Regions from separate parts of the Rattus norvegicus genome. Here region 2 is linked to region 1. Evidence: chromatin contacts called from public Hi-C data. All regions are on one chromosome and are shown on one strand. The core of a region is the stretch at or near the end of the contact, and the rest is flanking DNA. Distances in the headings are between cores, read along the strand shown.

Region 1 (6,151 bases), core at 1,150-3,649:
AGTGTAGATCAGTTAGATAGTGTGTGCAAGAAACCCTTGGATCGATCCTTAGTATAAAAAGTACATTAATACTTTAGCGAAAAGCTATACAAAATAAGTATGTGGCTGATAAAAGCTGTGTAACTAATGCGGTTAAATTTCAAATGTGTCTGAGGTCCCTGGAGCCAGAATTACAGAGCACACGTAATCAGGCGCGTGCTTATTGAAAGGGAAACATATGGTCTGGAGGAAGCAAGATTTAAACATGTGTAAAGAGATGCTACAGCAAGGACAGCAGGGGTGGGGCAGGGTAGTGGCTGGGTGTTGACGTTAGAAGTGCGGGGAAAATACTAAATTAGTGGATCAATCAAGGCAGGAGGTTTTCTGTAGATAGAGCACCAGGGGGCGCTGCTGCGCTGCAGGAAAACCAGCAGCTACCAAGTCTGTCCTTCCACCAAGTCCTCCCTTACAGAGAAGCGGTTCATTACCCAGGGGATGAAGGAAAACCACTCTAGCATTTTACCCAGAAGTCTATAGGCAGGTTGAGGGTACTATGCCTGAGATTGTCACGGGGTCTAGAAAGCTGGGGTGTGAGAAGGTCATTGACCCTGATTTTGAGTCCCACTTCCCCGGCTCTGGGAGGTGCATCCACCCTGTGTTGCTTTGAGGAGCTTGAGTTTGGCTTGCCTTTTGTATTACCCCGAGACGTTTGCAAGCCTGGTGAAGTTTTTAAGAGCAGCTCAGAAGAAGGCTCATTTCTGTGCTGCTTTGGGAACAATTTGGGCTCTGGAATCAATGCAAAGATTAATCTTCAGGATGAACTTTTGCCATCTCAAGCATTCAGATTTCCAGAGAAGGGGGGAATCAAAGGTCAGGGAAATTCTCAAATAACAACAATCTGTTGGGTTCAAATCTGGCTTCGAGGGAAAACAAAAAACAAAAAAAACCCCCCAAAGCCTGGAAAGTAGCTATTTTATTCCTGAAACACCAGGGGGCGCTGCTGCGCCACAGGAAAACCAGCAGCCACCATGTCTGTCCTTCCACCAAGTCCTCCTTTGCAGGAGCTGCCTGGGACTCCGTCTGTTCTGGGACAGATCAGTGACAGTCTTAGGCCTTCAGATCTTAACACAAGTGTTATCCCAGAACCTAATGTTATCAGTTTCCCTCTGAGCCCACTAGAATGAGAAGGATGGGCCCAGGTAGACAGGGAGCCCTGTGTCTGTAGACACACCTAAGCTCCAAACTACCCTTGACCTGGCCCTCTTCTTCTCTACCCTGCATGTGAGGCCATGGTCACGTGGGGAGAAGGGAGGGCTGGGGAAGGCAGTGCCAGAGCTGTGGGACGTGAGGGGGCTGTGGCTGCGGCTGGGTGGCTGAACCTGTGGATAAAGTGCTTGCCGCACAAAGATGAGGAAGTGAGCTCAAATGCCCAGGACCTGCCTAACAGAGCTGGGCACTATGGAACACGCCTGAAACCCCAGTGCTGGTGGGACAGAGACAGGAGGCCCTCTGGGGTAAGTTAGCCCGAGAGCTCCAAGTATAATGTAAGAGCTTGTGCCAAAAAGTAAGGTGAATGCTAGCTGGTTGGCTCAGTGCCAGTCCTGATCAGCTGAGTTGATTCCCAGAACCCAGCATGGTGGAAGGAGAAAATGAACTTTCACAACTTGTTCTCTGCTCTTCACACATGTGCTATGGCTTGTGTACACCCCCTTCCACATACAAAATCAACATTAATTAAAAAAAAACTAGGCAGAGAGCAACTGTGAAGGGCACCCAGTGTTTCCCTCTGCCTCAACCTACCTACACTCCTGTGCTCATAATTATGCATACATACACACAGACGGACAGGCAGAGATGGACAGACAGACAGACAGACAGACAGACACACACACACACACACACACACACACACACACACACACACACACACCACTCCTTGCTCCCAGCCTGGGCTGCTCTGCCTTTGTCTTTCCTTCCAGAGGGCCTTCCACATCCCACCCGTCCCAGGTCTTACATCACTCGTTGCTTGCAGCTCTTTTCTTTCTACGCAAACTTCTCTGCCTTCTACAGAAATAATAGTATTTGTTATGGTAAGGTGTTGTTGCTGTTGTCGTTGTTCTTTTATGAGACATGGTCTTGCTACATAGTCCAGGCTGTCCTAAAACTGAACATTCTCCTGTCTCTGTCTCCTGAAACCACATGTACATCCTCACAGATAACCTCGGAAAGACTCCTGTTCCACCCCTCATCCTTGGAAGGCCGAGAACCCCTCTCTTCATGCCATGGCCTGCTTAAGAGAGGGCTATCTATTGAGGCACATGGGACCGTGGGGCTCCCGCTTGCTCTATCTCTTCCCGTGAGGCCTCTCTCCTCCAACATGAGGCTGGGCCTGTGGCAAGAGGCCCTTCACCAATAATTAAAGGAATGGAATTTGGACAATTCCACCTTGGCAACCTGACAGAGGGCGCGCATGTATTTGGCTAACAGAACATACCACGGCCAAGGCCAGTGAGTCACAGGCTCCTGAGAGCGATCAGAACCACATAGCCAGGTGCGGGAAAGCCCACTCGACTCCTATCACAGGGCACAAACAATAGTTATGCTGGAACAATGGGGAGAAACTGGGATAATTCCGGGCCAACTAGAATGATCGTGTTAAATATTATAGGATGTTTTGTTTATTGTGCTGTGGGTGCTCCCTCTCACCCCCTCTCAATGAATAAGGGGGTGTTAGAGAGTATATTGGTGGTGGGGATCACACTTTTGAGAACACCCTGAACAATTTCCATGAAACTCACCTCATCTCCTCCCCCAGAAAAGCTGGACAGTGTCCAGGGCCTCCCCGAGGCCTAGGAACTGATGGCTTGCCCTCCCTCAGCCTGGCTTTCCTACAGTAGGACTGTTATCAGAGAGGCACAGCTGTCCCGTGCGGAGCTCATATGCTCTGGGTGTGGGCTCAGACTCAGGCCAAAGCAGATCTGCCCAGGTGGGACAGAATCCTGCCACCTAGCAGGTGCCTTTCCTTCCTCTATATATGCCACATCAACCCCACTAAGTCCCTTTCTAGACCACCAGCCTTCCACCTTAATAGCCCAGACCACGGACTTCATATCCCTGCTGTCTCCCTGCCCAGAACCTCCTGTCCCTAGCCCCTTGCTCCCGAGAATGTGACTCAGCTCCTGTATACCCCATCCCCCTCTGTGAGCCCCTGTCCTGCTGTGACAGGCACAAGGTGCCCCAAAGCCGCAGCGCCCTCCACCACACACGTGTCCAAGTTTGAGGACGGTGTAGACGCACACTCAGTGTCTCCCTCCTCCCTGGCCTTTCACAGGGCTGACTGCATGAAGGTGCCCTGAACCTTAAAGTTGTTCCTACCGAGTATGAAGGCCACCACATAGTTGGAGATTTGGCCCATGCCCACGATGGCAAATAACACAGTAAACATCTCCCAGTTGGTTGAGAAAATCTGCACGAAGCTGAATCCAGTCTGCACAGCCATGGTGGCAAAGAGGACTTTCTTCCTGCCGAACCTGTAGAACAAAGCATAGTTCAGGGTCAGTGGTGAAACTAAGCCTGGCTTCCCTGGAGGTTCTGTCCTCTGTCAGGATGAAGGCAGACAGATGCACGTTTGGTTCTCTCTTCCCCTTCCCCATGACATTCTGTCAGCCTCCTCCCTGGAGGAGCACCCATCTGCCCAGGAACTACCTTCCAAGGTACCAAGCCTCGCTTCTGGCAAACACGGGGCATCTTCTGTGAGGATCTCGTCGACAAATCTGATCTTTAGAAGGAGCTGAGGGAGGGCCGGAGAGCGGGGTGGTGGGCTGTGGCTTAGTGAACAGAGTGCTTGACTTAGCATGAATGAAGCTCCGGCTTTGATCCCCAGAATGGGGTAAACTGGCTGTGGTGGGGCATATCTGTAATCGAAGCACTTGAGAGGTTGAGGCAGGAGGGACAGAAGCTCAAGGCCACCATAGCCATTCTGAGACCATCCTTAACCATCCTGGGCCTGTCTCAAAGAAAACAACCCTTCAAAGTGCAGTTTGAAAAGACTTCTATCCCCACATGGGAGTTCTGTAAGTTTAGAAACTCCCTCAAGGGCTGTTACTTCTTAACCTTGGCTGCACTTGGAACCACCAGAGAGCTTTTAAAAAACGACAAGACAGTTCTTGATTTACAATGGTTCAGCTCAGGACGTCATGACTTGACAGTGGTGGGTAAGTGCTGTACACTGGGTTAGAACACCTGCTTTGAATTCTGTCCTTGGATTCTCTCCACTCTCCCTGCTGCACAGAGGTATGGCCTGTGGGCCTCTCTATCCAGGCTGAGCATTAAGAGTGAGTGACACAGCTGACAGACCAGTGAAGGCAGACAACTGGCCCTCTACAGTTGGCTGTTTGCTGAGCTAGCATGTGGTATTAGGTGTGTAAAGACATTTTTTCGATCTAACATCTCTTCAGTTTAGGATGGACTTATCGGGACAGGCCTTAGGGAAAGTGAAGGAGCATCCCCTCTCATGCCAGCACCCCACTCTGCCCAGGTCGCATTTATTTGCAGTGCAGTGAATATTGGGGCGTTATGAAGTTTCCCAGGTGTGTCTATGTGTCTTAACATTGAGAACAACTGCTTTGTGGGAAGACGTCGTTCTCAGCCATGTCTGTTGTATCACTGGTCAATTTAAGCTTTAGAATTTCATTCTCGTGATGCCCCATGGGCAGGCGGAGGATGGGCAAGGGTGGGAGCTTCCTGCCTCATTCCCACTGGGCTTTAAAGCCATGGGGAGGGTAAAATCCCCAGGAAACCCCCATCACTGCCAGTTAGCACTCCTACCTACCTTGGCCACAGGAAAACATCTAGAGCAGGTAAACATGACTCAGGGATACAGAAATCTTGTCTCCATGAAGCCCACAAGCTCTGGTGGCTGAAAGCCAGCATGGGTCAGTTCTGTGGCTGCAGGCCCAGCCGTGGCTCAGCTCCCAGGCTCAGAGAGTGCATAGTAGGGGCCGCTTGGCCTGACTCTAGCTTCCGGCTGTTTGTGCAGCAATGGGGAGTCACCTAGCCACTACCCTGACAAGTTGTGGGGCAGAGTGTGGGGCAGTGATGGCAGCAGCATCCTGCCCTGTGAAGGGGCTTGTGGTCCAAGGGCTCTGCTTTCTGGTGAGGTTGATACTGCCATCTCTTTGGCCAAAGCCCCGTGAGTTCAGTCTGGAAGCATGAGAGGAGTGGGTCTTGGCAGGGTGCCGAGGCTAGGGTTACGTGTTAGCACCACGTGTGAAAGACTTATTTATTGACTTTGCTAGTTTGACAGTTAGTAGGTAGGCAAGGTCTTGTCATGTAGGGGTGATGCAGTCAAGGTTGCACAGAAGACTTAACTGGGAAAGATTTATTTAACTAGTCAGATAGGGTCTTGCTATACAGTCCATGCTGACACTGAACTTGTAATCCTCTTCTCAAGCCCTAGCACCCCAAACGCTAGGCTCCTCCTATAATTTACCCAGTGCCCAGAGGGTTCTTCTCTGTGTAGAAAGCCCATGAATTTGGGCTTATGTCAAGATAGGCTGACATAATAAATTGCTACATCCCGTCACTCCCCATCCAGTGTCCTTACCTGTCTGACAGCTGCCCAGACACGAAGGAGCCACAGAGAACGCCTACGAAGAACAGGGAGGTGGTGAGGGGTGTCTTCCAGTCATCCTCACACACCAGATTCCACTGCCAACAAGACAGCATGCAGTGTGAGCCCAGTCCTCCAGCAGGACCCACCCGTGCCCCACGCCAAGGAGCGCCAGATGGATGCCAGGTGCACTGCCCTCCCTTGTGCTGGCCTGCTGGTTCCGTGCAAAGGGTACAGGCTGTATAACTCTGGGTTTGACTCTGTCATTCAATGTGACAAGTACCTTGGGGTGTGCCACTGTCCCTCACTGAGATGCAGCTTCCCCTTCAAGAGGAAGGAGATGGCTTTGACCTGCATATATATATATATATCTGTATCAAGAAGGCCAACGAACCCTTAACCACAAAGCAGTATGAAGCAAAGGAGCCCTTGTCCCTCTGAGGCAGCCTAGCACAGGGGGAGAGATTTGAAAAGCCAGGAAAGTAAGGCATGGCCATCTGGTCCAAGAATAAAATGTCATCTCCTTTGCTGAACATTGAAAATAGCCCAGTGCTGTGTGAG
Region 2 (6,269 bases), core at 1,778-4,277, 120 kb after region 1:
TACAATATTTTTTTTATGACTCAACTACTAAATCCACAAGCAACGGTTCAGACATGGTGCTTCTGAAGTGTTCTCACCCCTCCCAACCAGGCGCAAGCTGCTTCAAGGAGAGGATGGATTTCCCCACCTCTGTCCAGGTATCAGAAGATATATGAGGTCATTACTGCTGGGCACCAGTGGCAGCTGCAACAGGTATCCCAAGTGAATTGGCAGCAGCGATCTCTGGTGAGACTGCCAGAGGTCTGAGGGGTGAAGGGGTTGGCACTGAAGAAACCTCATATTGGCGCTGCTGACAGGTGTGCTAGTCGAACTCCTTCGAGCCTGGTCCATCACAACAGAGAAGTAAGGGTGCTCCATGGCCTCTCTTGCAGTGAGCCATGACTGGTGGTCGATCGCAGCAGCTTGCCCAGAAATTCCAAGGCCTTGGAACTGACAAGGTGCTGGTTTTCACTGTGGACAAAGCGTTCCCACTACTTACGGGAGTGTCTGCCCTTGGTTGAAACATGGATCTAATTCAATGTGGTCAATAGAGTCGTATAAACCTTCCGTTCCCAGTACCTTAGCTCTCCTCTCTAACAGGTAGCCCAGACCCACTGAATTTCTAATGCATTTCCAGACCTGGCCATCTTCCCATTAGGTCAGTAAATTTCTTAAGGGGAGTAACACGTTATCACCTGATTGTAATTGTCATGTCCATGGGAAAACGGTTCCTTCCGGAAGAGCTTGCCAGCATACAACCTAAGTTCCACATGTCCAAACTATAATTGTTCCTCTAATAATCTACAAGTAGCTCTGAACCTTTAAAATATTGAGAACTTGGACATTATAAGCTTAGCCAAGATGGGAAAACACAGCTAAACCCCAGTCCATTAGCTGAAGCTTTCTGTCCTCACGATCAACCATGACATTGTGGGGTTTCACATCTCTGTGCACAATCCCCATGCTGTGACAATAATCCAGGGCTTTCAGAATTTCGTACATGTAAAATCTAAGGTCATAGTCTGTTAACGACTGGCACAGCTGCTTGAAGTCTGTGTTGTTTACATGTTCAAAACCCAAGGCAAGGGTTGGTGACCCAGGGTCTTTCACCGTGTCTGCAAGGGCTACAGCTTATCTTAGGGAGGCGTTTGGCTTTTTCCTTTGAGGTTTCTCCTCTTAGATTACTGTAGCTTGTATCTAATTCACATGGAGCTAGCCGGTATACCTTTTAAAAATATTTTTTATTTATTTTTATTTTTTAGATGTATACTGGTGTTTTGCCTGTGTATGTGTCTGTGCCAGATCCCCTAGAACAGAGGTTAGAGACAGTTGCAAGCTGCCGTGTGGATGCTGTAAATTGAACCCAGGTCCTCTGGAAGAGCAGTCAGTGCTCTTCACCGATGAGCCATCTCTCCAGCCCCTGCCAGTACAGTTTTCATATGAACGTTATTCCAGGGAACTTTATCTTCTTGCCGTGGGAAGAGATAGCAAGAGGATAGCTGACCCAGAAGGCATACAATCATCAGACAATCTGATAGCACCCTGGCTTTGATCTTCACTTTTGAAATAAAAAAGAAATAGATCATTTTGTCCATTGTATGGTATTTTATCATGGCATCCCTGTGTATAGTATCCTGTGTAATGGTGCCTGTTGGTGCGGAACACTCTTCTGTATTTAATGGTCTCTAGGGTCTTCTTCTAGTCTTTCGTACTGATATAGATAGTTCAACTTTGTTCATTATCATTTCCAAATGCCTCTGCTGCCGTGCGTCTTTTTCAATTTTAGTTCTAATAAAGCAAAGGCTATCTCCTCTTCTTGTTGCTCTTCTGAAGGTAACCCCTCCTCTCCTTGCCAGTAGCTTTTAACATTGTTTCCATTTTTAGTTTTTCATGGCTTTGATGTGTCATCGCATAGGATTTCTTTCTCTGTTTTCCTTCTGGGCGTTTACAGAGCATCCTGAATCTGCCACCAGAGGTGTTTGACGAGTTCTAGAAATTTCTCAGACATTACCTCTTTTAAGTATCATTTCTGTCCCAGTCTCTCCCTTCCCTTTTCTTCCTGAGACGCCGATCTGGTTGATAAAGCGTGTGTTTTATCACATACGTCCTACCCTCTGTCCCGCGTCCCCTAGCCTCCCACCTACAGATGCTCAAGATTAGATATTCCGTGTGTCTGTCTGGTGGTTCATTTGTCTCTTTTCTGCCTCCCTTCCTCCCCTTCCCACTCTCCTTTTCAATGGACCTCCATTCCTCTCCCTCAGCCCCCTCTCCAGCGCTGGAGACTGAACCCAGAGCCTCCTCACGCAAACTAGACCAGCACTTCCACTACTGACCTCACCTCGGCTTCTTTCTTTTTTTTGAAGGATTTATGTAATGTGTATTTGTGGCCAGAAGAGGGCGTCAGATCCAGAGCTGGAGTCACAGGCAGCTGTGAGCCGTCTAAAGTGAGTGCTGGAAATTGAACTTCCAGTTCACTCGACCACTGCATCATCTCTCCAGCCCCTTCATTTTTTTTTTAAAAATGGGTCTAGTTTTCTGGGTAATTGTTCTTTTATTTCCTCCATGTTTCTCTTGGATTGATGAAAACAGTTCCTTGAACGTTCTTGTCTGATAGCTCCGTGGTTTTCATTTTCTGTGGCTTTCATGCTCTCTCTGTTTTTAAGTCACCTTGTGTTCTGGTTTTTGGTCTGCTGTTGGCATTTTATTGAATTCTGAATGCTGTGTGTGACAAATTTCAAAGGCCCTGGGTGGTGATGGCTTCATGCATAGGGACTCACACTGTATGAGGCAGAGGGGACTTTGATCCAGCCAGAGCCTGAGCTGACTTGATTAAGGTTGGCTTGCAGTTTTTGTTGACTACATAGTGTGCCCTCCGCCCCCACCAGGCTATTGTCCCCTAAAGGTTTCCCGTTGGAGTATTTACCGTGCTCTGTCCCCATTGGCCATTCCTCGGGTCTGATCCTCGGATATTTTGTGTCTAGACTGCTCCCTAATTCTTCTTTTCAAAGAATTTGAAAACTTGAATTTGTGCCAGAGATTTTCTGCTTAACATCCCAGCCTGCCAGCTTGTGCAACTTCAGAATCCAGAAAGTGTAGAGTGTCTCGATGAGTAACTAGGGTGAATGTTTGAGCAAGTCCCTCCTCCCCCTTAATGTCCTGCTTTGTCTTCAAGTGTCCTTTCATACTGCCCAAGGTGCTCTGACCCCCACTCTCACCACAGGTCTACAATCTGCAAATGAATTAAAGATAAAAGACGTTTGGTCTCAGATCCTCAGGGGCTGGTGTTCCGGATGGTACATGGGTGTTGGCTCTGAAACCTGTGCTCTCTGGAAGAGCATCCAGCACTTCTGAGTCATCTCTTCAGTCCCGGCTGCCATGTTTTTGTTTGTTTGTTGTTGTTTTGATGTTAAAGGATGCCAGGAGATTAAAAGTTGATGTACTATACTCTGTCCCATCCTGGCTGGAAGAAGTCTACATCATTGGGAGAGAGGGAGAGAGGGAGAGAGGGAGAGAGGGAGAGAGGGAGAGAGGGAGAGAGGGAGAGAGGGAGAGAGGGAGGGGGAGAGAGGGAGGGAGGGAGGGAGGGAGGGAGGGAGGAAGAGAGAGAGAATGTTGTGTGCCTGTGTGCCTGTGCTTTCTCTGTTTGACCAGTTTCAAATATATACAGAGGGCTTTAAAAATAATAAAGAAAGCCAGGTATGGTGCCTGTAATCTTATAGTTTACAATTATATAATTTATGCCACCCTACTACTTCATGCTTCATCCAGTTTCCTACTAGAAACTATGGTCTTTTAAACTCTGTACACCATAAATCTTACGTCTATTGTGTGCTGGTCTTCCCCCCCTCCCCCCCCCGCTTTCTAAGCTTGAGAAATTCTCACTTAACTGTCGTTCACTGCCTTTCATTGCTTTCCTCTCTCTTTTGCTGCTCTGTGATATTCTGGTACTTACAGCCCTTTTGACTGCCTGGCAACATAAGTCTCCCTTTTGTTTGGCAAAACTAAGATAGTATCTCTGGCATTCTATTATGTGCGGTGACAGGCTGGCTTGGCATCTGATCAAACAGTCGATCACCATGGTTTAGTCAATTTGACATGGAAGTTGACTGTCACATGCCCTTTCGCTTCTCAGGTCTTTTGGCAGTTTTCCTTTGTCTTAAGGTCCATGATAATTTGCCCTGCAAAGTGAAAACTCTCAACTGGACACAACCTAGAATCACCTGTAAAAGAGTCTCAATGGGGGATTGTCCAGTTTGTGTTGTTTTGTGGCATGTTTTGGGGGTGGATTATGTTAGTTTATAGATGTGGAGAAGCCCAGCCCACTGTGGGTGGCACCATTCCCTAGGCAGGGGCCATGTAGTATAGAAAAGTAGAGACATTGAGCTGAGCAATAGCAAGCAAGCAAGCAAACATGTATGCATTCATTCTCTTTGTTCCGACCACCAGCTTTTTTGTTTGATTTTTTATTTTTCAAGACAGGGTTTCTCAGTGTGGTCCCAGCTCAAGTGGTAGACAAGGCTGGCCTCAAACTCAGTAATCCACCGGCCACTTCTTCCCCAGTGCTGGGATTAAAGGCATGCACTACCATGCCTGGCCCCTGTTAGGGTATCTTATCCTAGCAACAGAACCTAACTGAAAACAAAACTAAGTGCCTTGTTTCTTAATCTAGTTGACCTCAGTCTTAGAATGTTGAAGTTAATTGTAAAAAGGAACCTTCTCCTTGCTTGTCTAATAAAGGCATAATGCGCACGAGCATTCTAGGACCACCAAAACAAAATGGCGCTTACTGATGGAATGGATGGATGATGCGAATCTGTTCTTGACAGCTCTACAGCACGAAAGTCCAAGACATTACAGGTCGAATTTCTTCTGAGACCTCCCACTTGGCCTCTGATGGTCACTCTCTTGTCTGTTGTCTGTGCTCTAATCTACTTCACAAGGACACCAGTCTTAATGTGTAGCCATGTGACCTCCTTTAACCTTGTCATAATCTTGGTTGCGTGTAGTTTTTGCTACCTGCTTTAAGCTCTGGGAATGGGTCACACTGCCAGCCCCTGCCCAGAGTATATTGGATCCGCAGATGAAAAACACAGACCCACATGTTGCTTAATTTCAACTTGCCTTCTTGGCTCAATTGCTGGGCATGCCCTTCCGAAAACTCTTAGCCCCACGCTCTAAATTTGCCCTTGACATTAGTTGCTTAGTTACACCTAGTACCAGCTCAACAACCTAACTTCCTCCTGGAGAAGCAGCCTGTGGCCGCTCTGCCCAAGATCTCACATGGCTGGTCACCTTTGCTTCCACTGAAACATGGCAAAAATCTCCTGTGCATCTGCGAGCTTGCCTGTGGGGCCCCGGAAGTCCTGCCCACTCCACCCAGCCCATTGGTATTAGCATCTTTATTGATAGACCATGAACCAATTGGAAAACAGGACCTTAGCTTCAGAACCACCCTCTACGTCTCACCTTTTCTGTCCAAAAAAACCAACCAACCAACCAAACAAACAAAAGCAACAGCAAACAAAACCCTCTTCTCCCAGACATAAATTGAACAAAACCATAACAATCATATAAATTACAAAGTATGATATATAATTGATATCCAGTCCATCATATTTGTCAGATAAATTACTATCATTTCTTTTTTTTTTCTTTTTTTCGGAGCTGGGGACCGAACCCAGGGCCTTGTGCTTGCTACGCAAGCGCTCTACCACTGAGCTAAATCCCCAACCCCAATTACTATCATTTCTAACTTAAGGAATTATGATCCTATCCCTGTATTATGATTAGATCTTAGCCTGTAACACCCTCTGACAACCATGTCTTCTGCTCTATAACCACCTTCCTAACTTTGGCTGTCTTATGCCAAAAGGACTGTCTATGATCCTATATACCTTAAGGAAACTACACGACGATCATCACAGCTATCATTTCCATTTTGGAAGTGCAGAGCTGCTTAGAACGACCAGACTTTCTATCATAAACCTTGGTGAACTCTAAATGACCCTGGAGTATTTCCATGTTGGCCAGAAGGACAATACTTCCTTTTGTGGTCTGGCAGAGGGACTAAGAGGCAAGGTTGTGATTGGTCCAAACCACAAATTTCAATGGCTGTGATTGGTCCTAAGAGGAGGTTGTATTAGTTCTAATATGGCTGTGATTAGTCCAAATGTCCCTTCTTGGGTCATGTGAACAGGCCACTCAGGCTAAGCCCATTACACTCTCTTCTGCTGACACTTGTAGGTAAGAAAAGACCACTCACAAGAAACCTGTTCTTGGGTCTGATGTCG

Evidence for each region. A called contact is a pair of places that touch in the nucleus more often than the background predicts.
Region 2: a contact with region 1 is called in a Hi-C map of the A7r5 cell line, with 5 times the contacts expected there. The contact joins two enhancer-like sites. A contact is called at or near these places in 3 of 12 Hi-C or Micro-C datasets (the A7r5 cell line, the Rat2 cell line and mammary epithelial cells).

What each region holds. Positions count from the first base shown.
Region 1 is chr10:38,653,937-38,660,087 of GRCr8, forward strand. It overlaps Slc22a4 (solute carrier family 22 member 4), which reads right to left. Exons shown (of 10, transcript NM_022270.2): 2 at 5,585-5,688; 3 at 3,355-3,509. Among named protein-coding and RNA genes, the nearest start is that of Slc22a4, 23 kb to the right of the region's middle. Within about 2 kb of position 2,400, at least 13 of the 93 cell types and tissues checked have an H3K27ac peak or open chromatin away from gene starts, as enhancers often do. A contact at or near this core is called in the A7r5 cell line, where this site is marked.
Region 2 is chr10:38,775,879-38,782,147 of GRCr8, forward strand. It overlaps the pseudogene Csnk2a1-ps1. Among named protein-coding and RNA genes, the nearest start is that of P4ha2, 35 kb to the left of the region's middle. Within about 2 kb of position 3,028, at least 9 of the 93 cell types and tissues checked have an H3K27ac peak or open chromatin away from gene starts, as enhancers often do. A contact at or near this core is called in the A7r5 cell line, where this site is marked.